Regions from separate parts of the Gossypium hirsutum genome. Here region 2 is linked to region 1. A link is a contact called in public Hi-C data. All regions are on one chromosome and are shown on one strand. The core of a region is the stretch at or near the end of the contact, and the rest is flanking DNA. Distances in the headings are between cores, read along the strand shown.

Evidence for each region. A called contact is a pair of places that touch in the nucleus more often than the background predicts.
Region 2: a Hi-C map of leaf shows a contact between it and region 1, with 6 times the contacts expected there. The contact joins the promoter of LOC107912063 here to the enhancer-like site in region 1. A contact is called at or near these places in 4 of 34 Hi-C or Micro-C datasets (callus and leaf).

Annotation. Positions count from the first base shown.
Region 1 is chrA11:3,819,548-3,824,542 of Gossypium_hirsutum_v2.1, forward strand. No RefSeq gene overlaps it. Among protein-coding and RNA genes, the nearest start is that of LOC107923948, 13 kb to the left of the region's middle. Within about 2 kb of position 1,909, at least 2 of the 9 cell types and tissues checked have an H3K27ac peak or open chromatin away from gene starts, as enhancers often do. A contact at or near this core is called in leaf, where this site is marked.
Region 2 is chrA11:3,881,846-3,886,505 of Gossypium_hirsutum_v2.1, forward strand. LOC107912063 (protein BONZAI 1) reads left to right here and starts at 1,435. Exons shown (of 16, transcript XM_016840105.2): 1 at 1,435-2,462; 2 at 2,768-2,815; 3 at 3,720-3,868; 4 at 3,967-4,015; 5 at 4,283-4,339; 6 at 4,573-4,660. The coding sequence starts at 2,319.

The DNA.
Region 1 (4,995 bases), core at 659-3,158:
TTCACTTGATATGGCTCAATTGGTGATACTTTCCCCCCTATCAACCTACACATTCCTATATTATTTGCCTTACCTTCTGCCTTGCCCTTTTTCTTTCTCACTTTGATAAAGGGATGAAAAAAGAAAAATAATGGCAAGACCTTATAATTGAGTAGAAACTTTTTTATATTTGATGCATTGATATTGTATATAATTCTATGCATAGTTTGTGAATCAAAGATACACCAACAAAAAAAAAAAGTTAGAACTATATTCATCATGTTGATGTCAATTTTGAGAGAAAGAGAGGTTGAAATGAGTAAATGGTGAGTGATGTACGAAAAGAAAAAATTGAATAAAAAGACATTGAGATTTAATCCTCGAAATATCCTTAGGATGATTAAATTACTAAAGTTGCAAATGGAAGATAATATAGAATAAGGTTGTAGAGTAACAAGGTGTGTGCAAACCTCACTTGTGACGTGCATGGGAATTTATATGCTTTTGTGTCCTATGTTTAATAACCCTTAGATATTTTTATTTGTCTAGACTTGAACATGTGTTTACTTCTTTAAATCTGAATACGGGTAAGTAAAACTCGATTCGATTCGAAAAAAAATTCAAATTTCGAGTTATTCGAATTATTCGAGTAAACTCAAATAAAAAATTTCAGATTTCGAGTTCGAGTTGAGTTGAATTTTTACAATTAGAATAATTTGAATAACAGATTAGTATAATTACCGTTTTGGTCCCTATTAATTTTGAAAATAAGAAAATAAGTCTCTCTCTTAACAAAAATTACAAAAAAAAAAAATCAAATTAATTTTCAAAATTTTAAAATAATTTTAAAATTTTAAAATATTTATAGAAATTCTAATATTATATTTTTTAAAAAGTTATAAATTTAAAAAAACTAAAAAATATATTAAAAAATCTAATAAAATAATAATTTTAGAATATAAATAAGTGATTAATGATTCAAGTTTATCATACTAAAATATCTTCTTCTTTTTATTATTATTTTGCTTTAAAAAGTTCTCAAATATATATTGTCTCAATTTTTTGTATTGTAACATGGAAATAGTTATATTGTACAAGATTTTAATTTAACATTATTAATTTTTCTCATTTAACTCAAACGGTTTCACTCGATTCAATCGGATGCTCACCCCTAATTCGAGTTACCCGAAAATCTAAATAAAAAAGACAAAACTACATTGTTTTGATAAATGTTTACATTTTCTAAAGTTAAAAGTCAAAACTCTCAAGTTAAAAGGCAAAACTACGTTGCTTTGATAAATATTTACCCATTAGTCTTACTTTCCTTCCCGAATCGCCCCACTCACCTTTTTTCCTTTACTCAAAATCAATCTAAAAGCTTGTACTTTGTCTAGTTGTAAAATAATCGGTCCATGTAAATGGATCATTAAGTATAAATAATAAGATTCGTTAATTCAACTTGAAATTTTTTGACTTGTTTTGACTCGATTTGAAAAAAATTTAATTTGAATTCGGTTGCTAAAATAGGATTTGTCAATTTGACTAACTCGAAATTTTTTAACTCGATTCGACTCGACTTGATCTAATACTCACCCTTAAATCTGAGCCCATAAAATGTTAAATATTAAGACATTTAATTTTAATTTTATTCATATATATATTTTATTTGAATATAAATTAATGCATTGAAGGTTAACCCATGATAAATTAGCACTACATGTGATACGGGTTAAAAGGGAAATAATAAAAGATTATTGGAGCATTCTCTCAATATTATATAAAATAATAGTTGGAGGCAATAAATGCATATCCTCTATATAAATGTTTCAGTTAAACCCACTAACTAAAAAGGTTTGAGTTGGGACATTATGAGACCCATGGGCATTTCCACTATATCAGTCCGAAAACACGAGCCAAGAAAACCCCGAAATTATGGGCTTTAGCGAAATATGTTGTTGGGTATTCTTTGTTGCATTCAGATGTAGATTAGTGGTTCAACCGGACAGTTGGATTAATGCTTGAACCGATTTATTATTAATTGAATTATTTGAAATATAAAAATCTTAATGCATTATTGGATCGATTAACTGAATTAATCAAAATTTATATATATTTTTATATTTTTTTTAAAGTTTAAAAAATTTTAAATAGAGGTTGAAACAACAAATAAGATATTAAAAACACTACATAATTCTTAAAAGTTAACAACCAAAGAAAAATTTAAAAATTATATATAATATATATTTTTTATTTTGATTAATTGGTTAATTTGGTCAATTTTCTCATTTTGAACCGAATTAATTGATAACTGAAATTTCAAAAAATCATTAACCAACCTCCAACCGAATTAAATTCGGCCACCAATTAATTAATCGAATTAGACCAATTCAATCGGTTAATTTGATTTTAATCGAACCATAATTATATTGTTTGGTGTATTAATTAAAATTAAATACGTAATATAATTTTAAATGAAATACAATAAAATAAAAAATAATAAAATTTATTTTCTATTAAGTGATAACTAAGTTCTTATCTATTTAAAAATTTTCACATTTTTTTTATAAGAGAAAAATTATCTAACAACTTTTATTTGCGAGTTATCGAACATGTTTAAAAAATTAAATTGTCAAAAATATTAATTTTGAGTTTAATTTTTTATCACTTTATCAAACATGGCTTTAATTTCAATTTATTTTAGGATTTTAATTGAGTTTTGTTTAGATTAATTTTATTTTATTGTATATAGATAGTCCTTGATGAATCTTTAAATTTTTAAGGGTTTGAAGGAAAAAATTATGAAAGTTCAAATCATACATTTGGAAAATTATGTTTAATTATTTCTCCTCTCTGTTTAAAATTTTAATTATGTTAGTCTTGCATTTTACTTTTTTAAATATTTTTAAAATATGAATTTATATTTCATATTTAATTAATTATTTAAATTACGAGCATGCAGAGTTCCTCATAATAAATTTAATGGATCCATGAATACGGTGAATTTTTATTCTCCAATTTCGTTTGAGAAGGCAACTAGTTAAACGTAATTCAACCTATTTACTAAAAGTAGCTCCACCAGCTAGCAGAGTCTCCACTGAAAGTGTAATGACCCAAAATTTACGGGCATCGAAAAAAGTACATTATAGGGCCTTGGTCTCAGTAAACCAAACCCGTAAATAATTATTAGAAATATCTATGAGTCTAGTAGTGTGTCTAATTAGGTTTTAATTAGGTGAATTTAGCTTAATTAAGAGTAATTAGGAAAAATAACTAAATTGAATAAGGGACAAAATTTGAATTATAGATTAATAAAAAGAAAGGGGGACCAAAATGGAAAATATGCCATTTGATATAATTGAGGTGGCAACTAGATTGAAAAAATCTGAGATTTTTCTTAGGTATATATAGAGGTGTTCATGGGCCGAGCAACCCGGCCTGGCCCGAAGGCCGACCTGAAATGTGGGAGGGTTTGAGAAAAAATATATGCCCGAAAAATGGGCTTGGACAAAAAAATAAGGCCCATTTAAAAAATGGGCTAGGCCTCGGTAAGGAATTTTTAGCCCGGCCCAAATTTACTAAACGACAAAAAAATCTGCATTTTTTTATTTTTAAATATTATTTTCTTATTGTTTTCTCTCTATTTTGCTACTATTTTGTTGTTATTGTTTGGATATTGTATAAAATTTATTTTATTGTTAATTTTGTTATTACTTTAAAGACATTTGTTAATTATTTTATTATTATTTTAGAGGCATTTGTTTGTTAAGTTGTATCTATCTTAGTATTATTTAAGTCTACGTATTTTTTAAAATTTATTTTTAATTTGTTGGGAAATATTTATTTTGATGTTTTTAGTATTTTTGATGTATTATATATATTTAAAAATAATATAAAATAATATAAAAATTAATACGGGTAGGCTTGGCGAGCCCAAGTTTTAGTATTTTTATCCGGATCAGACTTGGGCAAAATTTTAGGTTCGGCCAGGCCCGAGCCCAATAAATGGGCATGATTTTTTAGTTGAGCCTGGCGTGGCTCATGAACACCTCTAGATATATATTATATATATTATTATTAATTGAAATTAAATAAATACAAAAGTATGGTAATAAAAATATACATGTGTAAAAATTATATTTGTACAATTGTAATTTACATACATAATTTACTTACAATTTAAGTATAAAGATATTTTATGATTATTAATTATATTAAAAGATTTTTATATGATAAATAAATTAAATTCATGATAAGTGGATGGTGATGATGATATACAAATGTAACAATGTATAAATCTACATTTGTAACATATGTATTTGTGTATTAAATAGATACTTATTATATTTATTATTATTTAATTGATATTATAGTATTAAATTAATGAATAAATTAATAAGTTGTCAAATGTAAGGTGTTAGTAAAATACAAGTGTGATCAATTATGTACATACAATTATAATATTTTTTATTTAATTACTTTTTTATTTAAGTAAATAAATATTTATTATTTATTAATATTATATTATTATATGATGAAATAGATTAGATCAAGACAAATGTAGAGTGGAGATAATGTATAATTGTAACATATATATTTGCTATCAAATAGATATTTATAAATTAAGTAGTTAATATATATATTAAGTTATAACTATAAAGAAAATAAGAAAAAGAAACAAAAAAGGAAATAAAACATAGAAAGAAATTGAGAAAGCCATTCGAGAGTGGGAAAGGAAAGAAAGAAAGAAAAAAAAGAAGAAGGAGAAACTAAAGTTTTAAAGCTTGAAATTTAATTTGCAAATAACCTGAGGCATCGGTATCAAAAGGAAAGGAAAGGAAAAAGTTGTCGATGAGTAATCGAACAAATCCGGGTTTGTACTATTATAATTCAAATTATTTATTTATTCATTAAATGTTAAATTAAATTATATATTTAGTAAGTAAATTATGAGGTAAGTGTTGTTATGGAATTGAATGATAATTAAATTAAATAAATTTTAGTATTGGATTATGATTG
Region 2 (4,660 bases), core at 185-2,684, 62 kb after region 1:
TATTTGTGAGTTATTCGTAATTTGTTCGATATGTTAATGTTCTGTAACCCTGTTCAAGTGACGGTATAAAATTTGGGGGTGTTACTGAAAGTGCACTGTCACATTCTAATTCTACTTGGCTGAGTCCTTTCTCCCATGTCATGCTTACACCTTCATGTATTGCATGTACTTCAATCCGGAAAATTGATTCCTTTTACTCACCACTGTAAAAAAACCCACATAATTTAACGTTTTAATTGGGTTTTAATTTAATTATTCTGACAGTTTAATTATCTATTTGGTTTGTGTTGATTTGAGTGTTAATAATTTATAATTTTAAATTACATTTTATGCAGATAATACTTTAATAATAAATTATATAATATTAATGAAAAAATTAAAATATATAATGATTAGTTATCTCGATAGAGTAAAACATTTTTATTATCAAATTATGTTTTTACACGTTAAAGTTGGAAATATTAAAATATTCATGAAGTTTTTTTATACAATTAAATACTTATGAGATGAAAAATCTGAATTATAATACACATTTTAATTGCTTTAACCGTTAAAACATTTGCATAAAAAAACAATATAAAATAAAACAAATTAAAAATTCAAAACTCCAACTATATATAGACTATTTACTACTCCCCCCTCTTATTGGTGGGATTGACTTGATGAAAAATGGTGGGGTCAGCACTCTCGAGCAGTTGTGCCACCTTTCCCCCCTGCAGCCCGCATCATTACCATGAATGCCATGCCATTAACAAACAATGCTGACTTCTAAATTTTATATATAAAATATTTGAGAGGAATCATGTAAAATTAAAATCGTCTTATATAACTTTATAATTAATATTTTAATTATTAAATTATTGATTTTATTAATATAATTATACTTAATTTTTGAGTAGATCAGATATATCTATTATATCGATATAAAATATTATTTATATTAATATATATTTAACTATTGAAATTTGTTAATTAAAATAAATAATTTACTTTAAACATGAAATGCATAATTTATATAAATGTATAGTATTTAATATTTTAAAAATAAATTTGGTTTTTTTAATGTTGGTTAATTTCTAAATAAAATCTGGTGTTTTCACGAATATTACATTGACAAAAATTGATAAAATTGAGAGGCCCATTTATGATATAAACCCTATTTTAAATATTCAATCATATCTTACGTTGAAGGGATCAACTTAAATCGACGAGACCTTACTTACTTTATATAATCTATAAGTCATTTTATAATTATTCTTTGTGTAGATATTAAATTTAAAAAAGATGCTAAACACAAGACAGCGTGTCCATGTACTTATTATAAGCTGTCAAGAACCCTTTTTTTTTTTAAAAAGAAGTTGTCTTTTGAATGCTTTGATATCAAGGAAATTCCAATCCAATTCTTTAAGCAAACTCATATCTTCTATGCTCATTGATTCATTGCTTACGAGGTTGATTCTTTAACACTTTTATATCATTTTCTTCTTTTAATTTATTTTTTCTTCTATTTTGCATGTATTTTTATATTCAACTTATTTATCAAATTGTATTTCCTATTCGCAATAAATAATTTTATATTTAAATCTCAGGCTAAAGTAGTTAAAAGAATTTTTTAATTAGCTAAATGAGTCAGATTTTTTTTTTTAAATTTCAAGGATAAATTGTTTTTAGAGAATGTGTGATTTTTTGAAAATTTTATAGAAATCGCGTCTAATTAAGTGTACTTTCCTTGATATGTTATCAAAAAATTCACCAACTGAAGTGTTTTCACATACTCTCTAAAAAAAATCAATAAACAGTTTTTTGACATATTTAATTAATTTAGCATAAATTTTACCGATAATTCATAATAATGACTAATAAACACGTTGAACTTTTTAAGTGATTTGAAATCACAAAATTTTTTTTCTTTTAAGTTAAAAATAATATATTGGCATAAATATATAAAATGATTTAAAAATATATTATATAGTTATATAATTTATGTATATAACATAAAATATAAAAATAAAGTTGCTCTATAGGTATAACTAACCTAAAACGCGTTTTCTGTTTATTTTGGAAAAAGAAAGAATGTGGGCTATTTGCCCATTTCCAGACATTGTCTAAGAACTTGAAAGAAGCTAAGTATTTTACTTTAGTCTCCATAATTTTTAATTTTCAATTTATAAAAAAAAAACCAGTTCAGCCCCCCCTCTCTCTTTTTCACTTTTGAATTATTTTCTTCTTTTTTTCCATTGTTTTTTTTTCTTTTTTCGGTTCATGCATAGGCATCATTTATCGAGTTGAGAAAACAGAGCTAGTGAGTATAGTTAGCGATGGGAAATTGCTGCTCGGACGTTGGCGGCGGGATGACGGCTATAGGTGGCACCGCCCCGTCGACTTCCACTAGCAACCAAAACGACGCTGCTGATTGGTATTTCAAGTCTCATGGCATACACGGCATCTTCTCTCAGATCGAGGTCCTTTTTTCTTTCTTTTTTTTTTGTCAGTTACTTCTGTGATGATGAATAGAGTGCCTAGTTTTTGCTTAGAATATAAGGTCCAATCTACTTTGTTACCGAGTAGATGATTGGCTAATTGATTTACCGAGTAGGAAATTTTGGGTATTGTAGTATTTAAATTTGGAGTTCTTGATTTTGATAGTGTTGAATAGATAAGCTGGTTTCTGATTCATTTTCTCTAAATTTTGAGCTTTTCTTCTTCATCATCATCTTCTTTGCGAACTGTCTACTGTTCATTGACTTTTCTGCGCAATGTTTTGCAGTTATCGTTTTCTGCTACGAGTTTGCGAGACCGGGATGTGTTCTCCAAGGTATGTAAGTATATGAATGAACTGCAAAACTGACGCTAACTCTACAAGCAATGATGTAGTTAAGAAATTCAGTGCCTTAATTTTGCTGTACCATATTTGACCTTGTTGTTGAAATTAACATTATGTGAAAAAAAAAAAAGTCAGTAAATATTTTTCGAAAAAAAGTTCTTAATTCTAAGCTTAAGGGGCAACACGATGATATTGTATTAGTTGATAGCTGGTATTAGAATTTTTGGAGGGTGTTTTCTATGTGCGCTGACTTAATGATGCCTTTGAATAAATGGAATTAGGAAATAAGGTTCGAGGAGTGGGAAGTGGGGAGTTGAAGGCAAGAAGTCTCATTGTATGGAGAAAGTCTGTCACTAAACCTAGACTTAGATGCCATATAGATAGGTTAGAATTAAATGGTGCATTTAACGCAACCAATGAAAAGATGCTAGCTCACCATGCACCGAAGAAGGGTGTGGTGTGGTCTTGTGTGATTAGCTGTCAGAGTAGTAGTGTTGACTAAAAGTTATGGATCATCCTATGTTTCAAGGATAAAATGTGCAAGGCACTCATGTTGCTAAATACTTAAAAAACTCCTTCATTACCAAGCAATATGAGCTTGATGAATCCAAGGATCATGACACTAACTCTATGGATACAGCCATTATCTTGATTGAATCTTTAGGTAACAACTTGATATGGACAGATTGGTAAATCTAACATGCATCAAAAGTAAGTCTCTGCTTAGCTTTGTTTGAATGCTTAGTTGGCCTCTTACAACATTTTCATTTACAGTTTTTGTATTAACTAATAATATTTATGTACTTCACACTCATGCTTTATTCTTTGGTCACAAGAATTGTATTTTGTTTGCAAAAAACTTAGCCTGATATCTCATAAGTTTTGTTTGCTTTAGAGTGATCCTATGGTGGTGGTTTATATTCAAGAAAGAGATGGAGCATTTACAGAAGTATTTCGTACTGAAGTAGTTCTGAATTCATTGAATCCTACATGGATAACAAAGTATACAATTACTTACCAATTTGAGATTGTCCAAATATTGCTGTAAGTTCTATTCTTCAAATCATATTTTTGGGTTCAGCAAAATGATTATTTGATTTGTTTCACTGTAATTGAACTTGTTTGATTTTCCATTATCTCAGGTTTCGTGTCTTTGATATTGACACTCAGTTTCATAATGTCGAAGTAAAGGTATATTTGATTAATGCTACCTTTTCTTGTCCTTCCTCTTCACTCTGCCTCCTTAAACTTGATGGATATATATTGTATTTGTTCTAGTTGTTTGGGATTTGTTTTCTCTGAAGTAGTTTTTTACCGTACTTATTTACATTTGTTTTATTTGGAAATATGATTTGACTTTGTTAACGAACCCAATTTACAACATTTCTCCTAATGTTACCCTCCTAATAGAGCATACAAGCATGAAATTTTTGGTTGATAACTTTCACTCCTTCACAGATGCTTAAGCTGGAGGAGCAGCAATCTCTAGGTGAAGCAAGTTGTGCATTGTCAGAGGTATAGACAAGTATCTTCTTAGTTGTCTTTCCTTATCTAGTGCCTGTCCCTGTTAACCAGGGTATTTGAATACGAAGTTATAATATAATGGAATGCCTTACTTTAGTTGAACACACTTGGGTTTAAAATAAAATAAAATGTTCTTCGCTTGCTGTTTTGCAGCTTATGCTTAATTTCATTTACTTTACAATTTTCAATATAGTTAATCTTCAAATAATCTTTACATCTTACAGATTGTAAGCAAACCAAACAGGTCATTAATCTTGGATCTTGTACAAAGGGAGGAATCTGTCCCATCAACTCATTCCCAACACCAAGGAA